Regions from separate parts of the Mus musculus genome. Here regions 1 and 2 are each linked to region 3. Evidence: chromatin contacts called from public ChIA-PET and promoter capture Hi-C data. All regions are on one chromosome and are shown on one strand. Each heading gives the region's core, a stretch centred on a gene start, on an enhancer-like site or on the middle of the called end of the contact. The rest is flanking DNA. Distances are from core to core; before and after follow the strand shown. Region 1 holds the start of Ldlrad1 (low density lipoprotein receptor class A domain containing 1). Region 2 holds the start of 4930552P06Rik (a long non-coding RNA gene). Region 3 holds the start of Ttc4 (tetratricopeptide repeat domain 4).

Region 1 (3,236 bases), core at 496-2,995, 530 kb before region 3:
AGGCCTTCCAGGGAGAGGGTCTGGGAGGAGAGGCCTGGTGGGTGGCTGGTGAGGATGTAGGTATGTGGGTATGTGTTGGTAGATGAGACAACAGGCCTACAGGAGGTGTAGTATACATTAAAAAAACCTAGGCTCCTAGAGCCCTGCTTGGTGGTTCCTTTGTGGTCAGCAACACAGAGTAAACTTGGGTCACCAGGGAGATCGTGTTGATACGGGGCAGCAGAGCTGGCTGAGTGGTTGTTCCTCAAATATTTGTGCAGTTCATGTTGTGTGCAAGGTGGGGCTGCAGGCAAGACTGGAGCAGCAGGCAGAGCTCTTGCCTTGGTGGCAACTTTGCGAGCTTGCACATGCATGCGCTCACACACACAAACCCACACAGGGCACCAGTGAGAGCAATGCCTGTCTCAGAACCTAAGAGCCCAAGGGATGAGAGAAACCTGCCTCTGCCTTTCTGTGGCCTGACACAGGAGACTTAGTCGCTACCCTCCTTCCTAGTTGACCTTGTCTGGCCCTCCAGATGAGGCTGAGAGCTCTCAGAAGTGGAGGGAAGCTTTAAACCCACTTTAAAGCCAGAAACTTCAGAAACTGCCCACCCAGGGCAAAGGAAGAAAAACCACACCTATGATAAGCCGCACTGAGTGACAACTTGGAAAAAGCCACCAGCATGGGGCATGACCCTGAAGCTTAGCAACCAGGGGCCTCCTTTCCGATGCCATATAACTGTGACCTGATTATTCAACCTCTCTTAGCTTCAGCTGCTTCTAGTACCCCACCCACCCAGGGTTGTCCTGAAACTGAGGTCTGCAGCCCCAGGGATCCGAGGCAGAAGGGTCTGCAAAGGGTTACAACCCTTCTTAGCATCTATCTGTTTCCTCCTTCATCAACTGTAGGCCAAGATGGACCCAGGGAGATACAAAGGTCCCGGCTGCACAGGAATTGGGGAAACATAATAAGTACAAGTGTGTGGTCCTGGCCGACTCCATCTTATGATCAACAGGAGCATCCAGGTCAGGCATGGGGGCCAGAGGTTGATTTGGAGGTCCTTGGTCTTATAGGTTCTGTGTGGTGGCCCAGCAGGCAAAAGGCACATAGTAGGCACTCAGAAAATGCTGGTAGCTGGAGAGAATGAAAAGTTCTATCCAGCAAGCAGCTGTCAGTATGGCTGGCCAGGAAGCTGGAAGCAGACCTCACCACCCACACTGGAGTAGAAGAGCTGAGTAGCCTCAGACACTCTCTACCTAGAGTCAGGTAGTTTCCAGGGAGGGACCCACAGCGCCCAGCCTGACCCCCACCTCTGTCCTTACCTTCATCTCCAGGGCGGGCTTTCCTTCTAGTGGTGATGTTACTCTCGGCATCTGCCTGGCCAAGAAACCAGAAGCAGGCTGGGCAAAATTCTGCTCTCTCACAGCCCACGCTCATCCTGGGCTTCACATTTCCACATTTCGACCCGTACAGGACCCATTCCTCCTTTGTCCTCCAAACTGACTCAGGCAGGTCCTCCTAGTGACAGTGCCCTAACACCCCTAGGTGTCCTGTGCTGCTTCTCAGTACTCATGGATCTCAGGTGGAGCGAGTCCCCAGGGCAGATGGATGTGGCCGTGGGTCCTAGGGTCCCCTCCCACAAGCCCTTTCCATCTGCAGAATGGCTCCCTAGGTCAAGAGTCAGTTCAGACCCAGGCAGCTTTTACCTGGGGGAAGACTTTGTTCATGGTTCCAACACTCATCTCCAGGAACTGAGGTGGAATAAAGAGCTCAGTGTAGAGTTCTCCACCTTGTCACCAAGGGCAGCCTGTGGGAGGGCAGGACAGCAACAGGCTTTGCTAGGGCTGTGCCCTCTCCTGTGGCACTCTCCTCCCAGGCTGCCTCCCCCACGGAGGAAAGGACAGGGGTACCTGCTCCTACCACGTCTTTCCCTAGGTTGCAGTTGGACAGTGACGCATCCAATTCCACAGATGACAAGCTGGTGTTTGTGCCTCAAGTCACACTATATGTGGGAGAGATGGAACCAAGGCTTTAACACATTTTTCTCCTCTGCATCATCAGACTGCAGGGTGGCAAGGCCCCCTGGCTGAAGGAAGCCACAGGCAGAAGTGCCATGAGTCTTGGTTCAGTGGCCAGAAGGTAGAGTTCCTTTTCTCATTGATGAACTGTTCATGTTCATTCTTCTAGACCAGAAGAATATGCACTTCTGAGGGCCAACAGGATGGCTCAGTGGATAAAGGTGCCTGCCTGAGGACCTTCGTTTGAGTCCCAGGATGAATGTGCAGATACAAGGAGAGCGCCCACTCTACATAGTTGTCCTGACTCCATACACTTCATGCGTGCACCTCTACCACACACATACACATATTAATAAATAAAAGAGAGAAAGACATATTTGAATTGTTGAAAGCATGGAGAAATATATTTTTTAGCTTTTTGGGGGTGGTATCTGGGTGGGAGCTAGCTGCTTTCCAGAATATCTTCTGTCCCAGCATGGAGTAGATTTCTTAGCAATCTAGTCTAAGGAGGAGACAGGGGCCCTGAAGCAGATGAGGATGCTCTGAGGCCCACCCCGAGGGTAGTACCCACTGCAGGTGTCCAGGAGTTCCCATCAGTGATTTCTGTGCTGGGCCATTTCTCTTGTGGTGGGAAATACAAGCCAAACCATGGAGGCTGGAGACATAGGTCGCCATCAGACTGGGCAAGCTAAGTATTGGCTCTCACAAGGACCTTGCCAATGGCTTGGGAAAGGCCCTTCCCTTCACAGGCATGTAGATGCAGGGGTGCCTGAGTGTAGGTTTCTCAGACTTGGGCACTCTGACAAGAACAGGGGACAGACGGTCTTAATGGGAAGGATCCTGGACATGCTGGTGTGGAGTGAGGGAGCTGAGGTGAAGGGAAAGACGCTGCTCACTGTTATGGGGCAGCACCTGGATTCTGCGAGGCATTTGGGGACACTGGTGAAGATGCATCTCAAAGGCACTCACCCGAGGGAAGCGGGGCACTCATCCCATCCTGCCAGCCATTGGATGAAGCTGTTGGCAATTCTCGTATCCCTAGCTTCACTGGTCTGTGGTAGGCAAGGGGGGGGGGGCAATGGCGGTTGCAAGCCAGGCTGAGAAGCCATGAAAAGGAAAAGGCCGAAGGGGGTGAATATAAACGCAAGATGGTACCTAGATTTCTTTTTTTTGTGCCAACGATAGTAGAGACTAAGAGGCACATGATTTCAGAAGGATGTTAACGTCAGGGTCTAT
Region 2 (3,246 bases), core at 684-3,183, 920 kb before region 3:
CCTGTGACACTCCCTATACATTGGCATATGTTAGAACCATACCAACCTCCTGAAACTTATACCTAAACACACTCAAAACACATACATCCTGTAGTCTGTGTAATATCTCTATCTCTACCATCTCTCTATCTATATCCTACCAGTCTACGCAGTATATATTGCATATATGTAATGCACGTATTATACACATCCAGGTTCGCGGGGCATCACTGGTTAAGAAGTGTGTCTGGGGTAGTGTTTGGGACGTGAGTACCTTGGATGCAGATGGGTAATGGTTCTTGTGAATATGTGGTACCTGTTTCTACCACATCTCCAATATGCACATACCTAACCAGTGGACCTTAAGTCCACAGAAGGGACATTCCTTCCAGACTCACGCCCTCTTGTCAGTGGGATGACTGTCTCTGTCCTGACCATTCCTAGGCTGCCAGGAAGCTGCCAGGTCAGTCATTATGGACAGCACACTGAGCACATAAGGGACCAACCTCCTACACCCAACAGATGTACATGAATACAAACTCTCCAACGCCACACTAAAGCTCACACTTACACTCCCACACTTTTACATCTTCGAGCCTTCCTAACCACAAACGTAACTATACCCATCCGACACACTTGGAATGCCCCACACTTATTCAGATTATGTTGCCCCATAGTCATGTAGACACACAATCAGTAGACATGTAATCATGTAGACAAATGACATTTCCTAAGCAGCTGAAAGGTTACCACACATACAGATACATGCATGTACACTGTCACTGAGCCTGAAACCCCACCCCCGGACTCTCTGCTGTGGCATTCTCCTGCCTTATACATGCTCAGCAGCTTGCTATGAAGGATGGACGGTATGGCCACAGTGGGTAGAACCCCCGCAGGTCCCTTCAAATCCTTTGTCGGCCCCTCCCCCACTCCTGCTGCTTCTAGGCCTTCCCCTGCTCTGCACAGAGGGGGCCCAGGTGGCAGGGGGATGGGCAGCCCTCACCAGTTCCCCCTCAAATTCCTGCCTGCTCCAGGGGTTTGCTCTTTCTTGTTCATTAATGATTAAAATACTTTATGCAGACCACAAAGATTGTTGTCTTTGTCTTTCTTTCTTTATGAAAACCAACAGATGCATTTGGGACCCTCTAGATCTCCTCCGGGTGATTTACATGGCCACAGCCAGTTCTTGGGGGAAGCAAAGCAAACATTCCCATGGCCTAAGAGCCTCCCACCCCCACCCTGCTCGGTCCGGCCCTCTACCCAGCCGCAGCCACACAGGAGGCGGCCCCTTGTGAGGCTTCCTAGTTCTATTTTTATCATTCAACCTTGGATGGGAGTTGAGCAGGCAAGAGGCTACCGACACAGATTTCTTTTACCTGGCTTTTAAAAACACAGAACAACAACCTTGGCCTACGGAGTCTAAGCTGCAAGCAATTACTAGCTAGCTGTGGGGTTGCCAGCCTTCCTGGCCTTTCCTCAAACCCCATGACCCACCCCACAGCTCTGGGTGGCCCTGGTGGAAGAGCAGGATAGCACCACCCTGTACCTGGGCAGGTGTACTTAGAAGGCACCGTCTCTCGGTCTGGGCTACTTCCCTCAGATTTCCCAGGAGACGGGAATCTGCTCCAGGGACGGACACACACACACACACACACACACACACACACACACACACCAGCTGCAGTTCACATAGTTCTTGGATGCTGTGCCCTCATGTGCCCACACACATTCACTATACACCTGTAAAGTGTCTTAAGGTACAGGGCATTTCCCCAGCTGATGGACAGCATGGGAAATGGCACACATGTGCCCTCTGCCCTCTACAGGTCACACACTAACTAGTGAGGCCACACAGACACCAATTCAGCGAGCAGACAAGGTCAGACAGGGTAATATGATTAGGAAAACCGCTGGCCTTGTGATGTGACAAACTAAGATGACCTTTGTCAGGGAGGTGGCTGGGAGTGAAAAGAGACACCTTGCCGCCCCGCCCCACCCCCACCATGGTAGGCTCCAGAGTTCTAGAACTCTATCTAATTAGGGGAACAGTCACTTCAAAGGTCCCAGCCCAAATGTGGCAGAAGGTGAGTGAGTGCTGGGTCAGAGTGGACAAGGAAGAGTCCCAGCTGGCTCCAGCGAGCCTCCCTCCCCCTTCCCTGTCAGGGGCGCCTCCAGGTACAGAGAAAGCCAGACTAACCACTACTAGTCTGGGCGAGCTGTCAGCCATCTGGGTCAAATGATGAACTGTGAGATGAACAAGACTTGGAACCAAGTTCTTTCTTCAAGGTGTCCAGAAGATCCCACCTCAGCCCTGCAGGGCAATGTGTGGATACCGGAGGAGTGAACACTAGGTTAGGCAGGTTCCTGGCTACTTACACACATACATACACATTAGCTTACAAAAAGAGATTGGACTTCAGAGATGACAACTGACATGGCTAAAGTAACATTGGAACTATGAGGAAGAGCTTGGATTCAATGCAAATCTGTTACCACAGGGCTAACTAAGTTGTTAGTATCAATGAAGGGTCTGGGTTTGAGTCTGTGGGTATCAGGGACTCTAGGGGAAGGGTGTGGGTAGGGATGGGTTGGGGTTATATTGCAGAGGCAGCAACACAGGCCCACCAACCTGCCCGTAGGTCCTCTGGACCTGGGGATGCCACCTTGAAGGAGAACACACTGCCTTCCCAGGTCCTATCATAGCCTCAGAGATATGGCGATGATGCTTTCTCAGTATAGCATTGAAGGCCACAAAAGCAGGGAGTGGCCTAGCCACTCTCTGGATGTCTAAAACTATCTCTGAGCACACTTGGGTGACTCTACCTGCTTTTCTTTTCTTTTTGGGGGGTGGGGTGGGGTGGGGGGAGGCGTGTTTCGAGACAGGGTTTCTCTGAATAGCGCTGGCTATCCTGGAACTCATTCTGTAGACCAGACTAGCCTCAAACTCAGAAATCCACCCGCTTCTGCCTCCCGAGTGCTGGGATTAAAGGCGTGTGCCACCACCTCCAGGCTCCCTACCAGCTCTTCTAAGCTCAGGGATCCTGAGGCCAGAATGTTCCAGAAAGATTTCTATCTACTTCACATCTAAGGACTGGTGACCAAGTCTCTTTCTCTCTCTCTCTCTCTCTCTCTCTCTCTCTCTCTCTCTCTCTCTCTCTCCCTCCCTCCTTCCTTCCCTCCCTCCCTCTCTCTCTCTCTCTCTCTAGAGCGAGGTGCTAGCTGAGGGGGGGTCTCTGGCTTGCTCAGCTCCTACAATCTCTAACC
Region 3 (3,415 bases), core at 726-3,225:
CTGTCTAAACAATCGCTTCCTCTTCCTCCAACCCAGCTCTGGAGATCTTGAGACACGACCCAGAAGCCTCCGTGTGTATCTGCGCTGCCCAGGCCCAGGATCAAATTATGGCCACTTGCTGGCGGAACTCTTGGCCACTGCTGTATGGGGATTCATGGGTGTGTGACCCATCCAGTATGCACCGCTGGAGCCCCAGCTGTGAGAACCTGCCCACCTCCCACCAACGGCGCTCCTGGATCATGCAGGCATTGGCCTCCTGGAAGATGTCTCTGAAGCAGTGACATAAGCCCCAGCCAGGTCCCTGTAAACGCTATGTGGTCAACCTTTCCATCCAGATGGCTTCCTCACGAGAGTTCCCCCAGTCCCTGTGGAGCCCCCGTGGAGCCCCCCTGGAGCCCCCGTGGAACCCCCGTGGAGCCCCCGTAGAGCCCCTGCGGAGCCCTCACTCTGACAAGTCTGAGAAAAGAGCATGGCCCCCTTGTGCTGATTCACTTCACATTTACAGATGCGTGCGGTCTGTTTTGTTCACTTTATATAACGGGAGACTGAGGCTCAGAGTAGTTAAGTGCGTTGACCAAAGCCACTCAGGGGGTCACCTGGACATCTCAGTTTTCCCTTCCCTGGTGATAAGAGCAGAAGGGTGATGATTTGGGTGGCTCTTGGGGAAAGGGAGTGAGGCGACTTCCCACCTATGACGTCATGCATATTCGGGAACCCTGGTCGCCGAGTCTCACCCTTGACTCGTCATCCGGTTTGCCTAACACTAATGCAAAAATATCCAGAGACATATTTGGTGTTGCCACCTGACAGTGTCAATGTTACTAACAGCTGTTGGGTAAAGAGCGGGTGTCAGGCACACTGTTAAATGCCTTACAGGACATTACAGGCAGGACAGCCCCCACATCCAAATGGTTCCCGGGTTGAAATTTTTCAGAGATGAGCTCAGCGGGAAGCATGGGGACTGTGGTATCCAGAGGTTGTGTGTGTCCGCTGGAATGACTTGCCAGACAAGAGACTTCTCAAGGAGGTTTGGAAAGATGACCACATCTGGTCATCTGTGGGTGCAAAGGTACCCTCAGGTACATGGGACCCTCTTCAAAGTCCCAGTGAGAGGGAACCTGGAAAAAGAGGAGAGATGCAAGGGCCAGGTCCTAAGGCCATGGAGACTGCTGAGGAGGTAGGGGCAGTGGGGAGGCATGGTGGGGGTGCTGAGAAGAGAGATATATGAGCAGATGTCAACTTCAGAAAACTCTTCGTGGGATGTAGGGACCCCGGGGCAAGGCTGGTGGGGCGAAAGATCAATGCAGCTGTACTGAACAAGAACCTGTTACTAGTCAGTAGTGGTGAATGTGTCAATAATCACAGCCCAAGGATTCTACCTGTGGGCATACATCTCGGGGTAATTTTCCCATGGGCCTATGGGGGTATCTGTGAAGACCTCTGTTGTTGTAGTATCCATGAGGTGAGCAGGCAGGCTGGGCACCCATCCTTGTAGGGTAAGCCACATGGAGTTTCACATGTAGTTATAGGTTGTAGGGGTGTATGGGGACCTCAAACCTTGTGCTGCGTGAAGAAAAAAAAAGTATTTGTATGCTCAAAAGTTTTGTTTTGTTTGAAATAGGGTCTTGCTATATAGTCTAGACTGGTCTTGAACTTATGGTTCTCCTATTAAACCTAAGTGCTAGGATTACAGACAAATATCATGTGGCCTGGCTACGAAGTCATCTTTTGAGAACATTTATAGAAAAGACATAAAAGCATCAGGGTTGGAGAGTGGAGATGAAGAGTTTAGATACAAAAGGGAGTTAACCTAACCACGCCCCAAAGCGAGGAGACTAGAGGCCAGGCAAACTCTGCAATGGATGGGTGGGGCTGGGCGAGAGGGAAAGCGCGGAGTCAGGCCACACCTCCAGGCAGGCCACGCCCCCAGGCCGGCGGAACCCGAGAGGCATAGCCTCGCGCAGCCCGGACTGCAAAAGGAAGGGCATCCCTGCCGCCGGAAGGAGCGGCGCGTTTCTTGGTCCCGGGACTGAAGCGCCGAAGTTGCGAGCTGCCATGGAGAGTTCTGAGCCTGAGCCTACAGAGGACGCTTCCATGGACGCGTTCCTGGAAAAGTTTCAGAGCCAGCCTTACCGCGGCGGCTTCCGCGAGGATCAGTGGGAGGAGGTGGGCGGCGCCGGGGGCTTCTGGGGTAGGAGCTTGGTCCTCGAGGCTTGGTCACTGGTAGAAACCGTCCGCCTCGAGGTTTTGCGTATAAGTTGACTGCGTTTAAGACCACGGGGGTTTTGCAGGCAGTCCTGTCACACACCACCACCAGGCTCTACTACCAGGGGTCCCTTAGTTGTTTTACTGCAGCACCCAGGTTAGGGTAAACTTGAAAGGAGATGGTGAAGGTGGTCAGGAACGCGACAGCGCCTAGTTGAAGGTGATTGCTACCACCCATGGAGAGCGTTGGAAATCAGGATCCCACATTTAACACCTGAGAAACTGGATGTCTAGCTCCAGCCAATCCTTAGGATTTGCATATCATGCTCAGCGAGGAAAAAACTTTATGATGTCGTGTCCTGGGATTGGATCTAATCAGTAGACAACGCTAATTGTTCTTTTAAATTCTAGGAATTTGACAAGATTCCCCTATTTATGAAAAAAGCGCCATCAGAAATTGACCCCGAGGAGTTTCCTGACTTGGCCTGCCTCCAGTCGATGATTTTTGATGATGATCGATATCCAGAAGGTATCTTACTGTCACCCAGCACTTCTTTTGTGTCCTTGTTGAGTTGAGCGAAAGTATTATGGCTAACATGTCAGTGTTGACTCCACACATTCTCCTTTGGATGCCTTCTAAGTAAATGTGTACAGTTCCAAGCCCCAGAGGCCTGACTTGGATGAAAAGCCTGATTGCCCTAACAAATCAGGAAGGGTGTGTGATGAGTGCCACGAGGTCCACCACTACTGTAGTACCAGAGAGAGGAGGGGGATTGCTTTTCAGTGAATGACACAATGTAAGAAAAGGAGCAGTGTAATTTTCTCAATAGAAATTAAAGTCCTTCAAAAACTGAGATAAATGTGTGTGTGTGTATGTGTATCTGGAAATTGAACCCAGAATCTCACATATGCTGGGTAAGTGAGCTATATCCCCCCTTCGTAAAACTGTTTGTGTGTGTGTATACGTGTGTACATACTTACAGAGATCAGTGGCTAGCCTTGTGAGGTGGATTCTTTCTTACCATTTCACATGTTCCTCAGGTCAAGCTCAGGTTGTCAAGCTTAGGGGCCAGTGCCTTTACCTGTTTAGCCATTTCTCTAGACCATCTTTAATTCCCCTTTTTAAAACAGCACTTATAGCTGGATGGTGGCCATGCATGCCTTTGACCCCAGGCAGGCAGGCAGGCAGGCAGGCAGGCAGGCAAGCAGG

What was found. Promoter capture Hi-C pulls out the DNA fragments that hold promoters and counts their contacts. ChIA-PET counts read pairs in DNA pulled down with a chosen protein or histone mark.
Region 1: a contact with region 3 is called in an RNA polymerase II ChIA-PET map of memory CD8 T cells, with 13 read pairs. The contact joins the promoter of Ldlrad1 here to the promoter of Ttc4 in region 3. A contact is called at or near these places in 7 of 39 promoter capture datasets (the C10 cell line, cranial neural crest, frontonasal cranial neural crest and 4 more), 4 of 115 datasets of contacts at active chromatin or transcription factors (astrocytes, craniofacial prominence, embryonic limb bud and 1 more) and 2 of 9 other capture datasets (liver and macrophages).
Region 2: a promoter capture Hi-C map of embryonic stem cells shows a contact between it and region 3, with 3 times the contacts expected there. The contact joins the promoter of 4930552P06Rik here to the promoter of Ttc4 in region 3. A contact is called at or near these places in 1 of 39 promoter capture datasets (embryonic stem cells) and 1 of 9 other capture datasets (liver).

Annotation. Positions count from the first base shown.
Region 1 is chr4:107,207,653-107,210,888 of GRCm38.p6, reverse strand. Ldlrad1 (low density lipoprotein receptor class A domain containing 1) reads right to left here and starts at 1,745. Exons shown (of 5, transcript NM_001081272.2): 1 at 1,305-1,745. The coding sequence starts at 1,419.
Region 2 is chr4:107,596,042-107,599,287 of GRCm38.p6, reverse strand. It overlaps 4930552P06Rik (a long non-coding RNA gene), which reads left to right and starts at 1,933. Exons shown (of 3, transcript XR_376514.3): 1 at 1,933-2,333. All of the region lies in intron 4 of Glis1 (GLIS family zinc finger 1), which reads right to left.
Region 3 is chr4:106,677,504-106,680,918 of GRCm38.p6, reverse strand. It overlaps Ttc4 (tetratricopeptide repeat domain 4), which reads left to right and starts at 1,975. Exons shown (of 10, transcript NM_028209.2): 1 at 1,975-2,166; 2 at 2,617-2,734. The coding sequence starts at 2,056. Mroh7 (maestro heat-like repeat family member 7) reads left to right here. Exons shown (of 24, transcript NM_001126487.1): 24 at 37-502. The coding sequence ends at 281.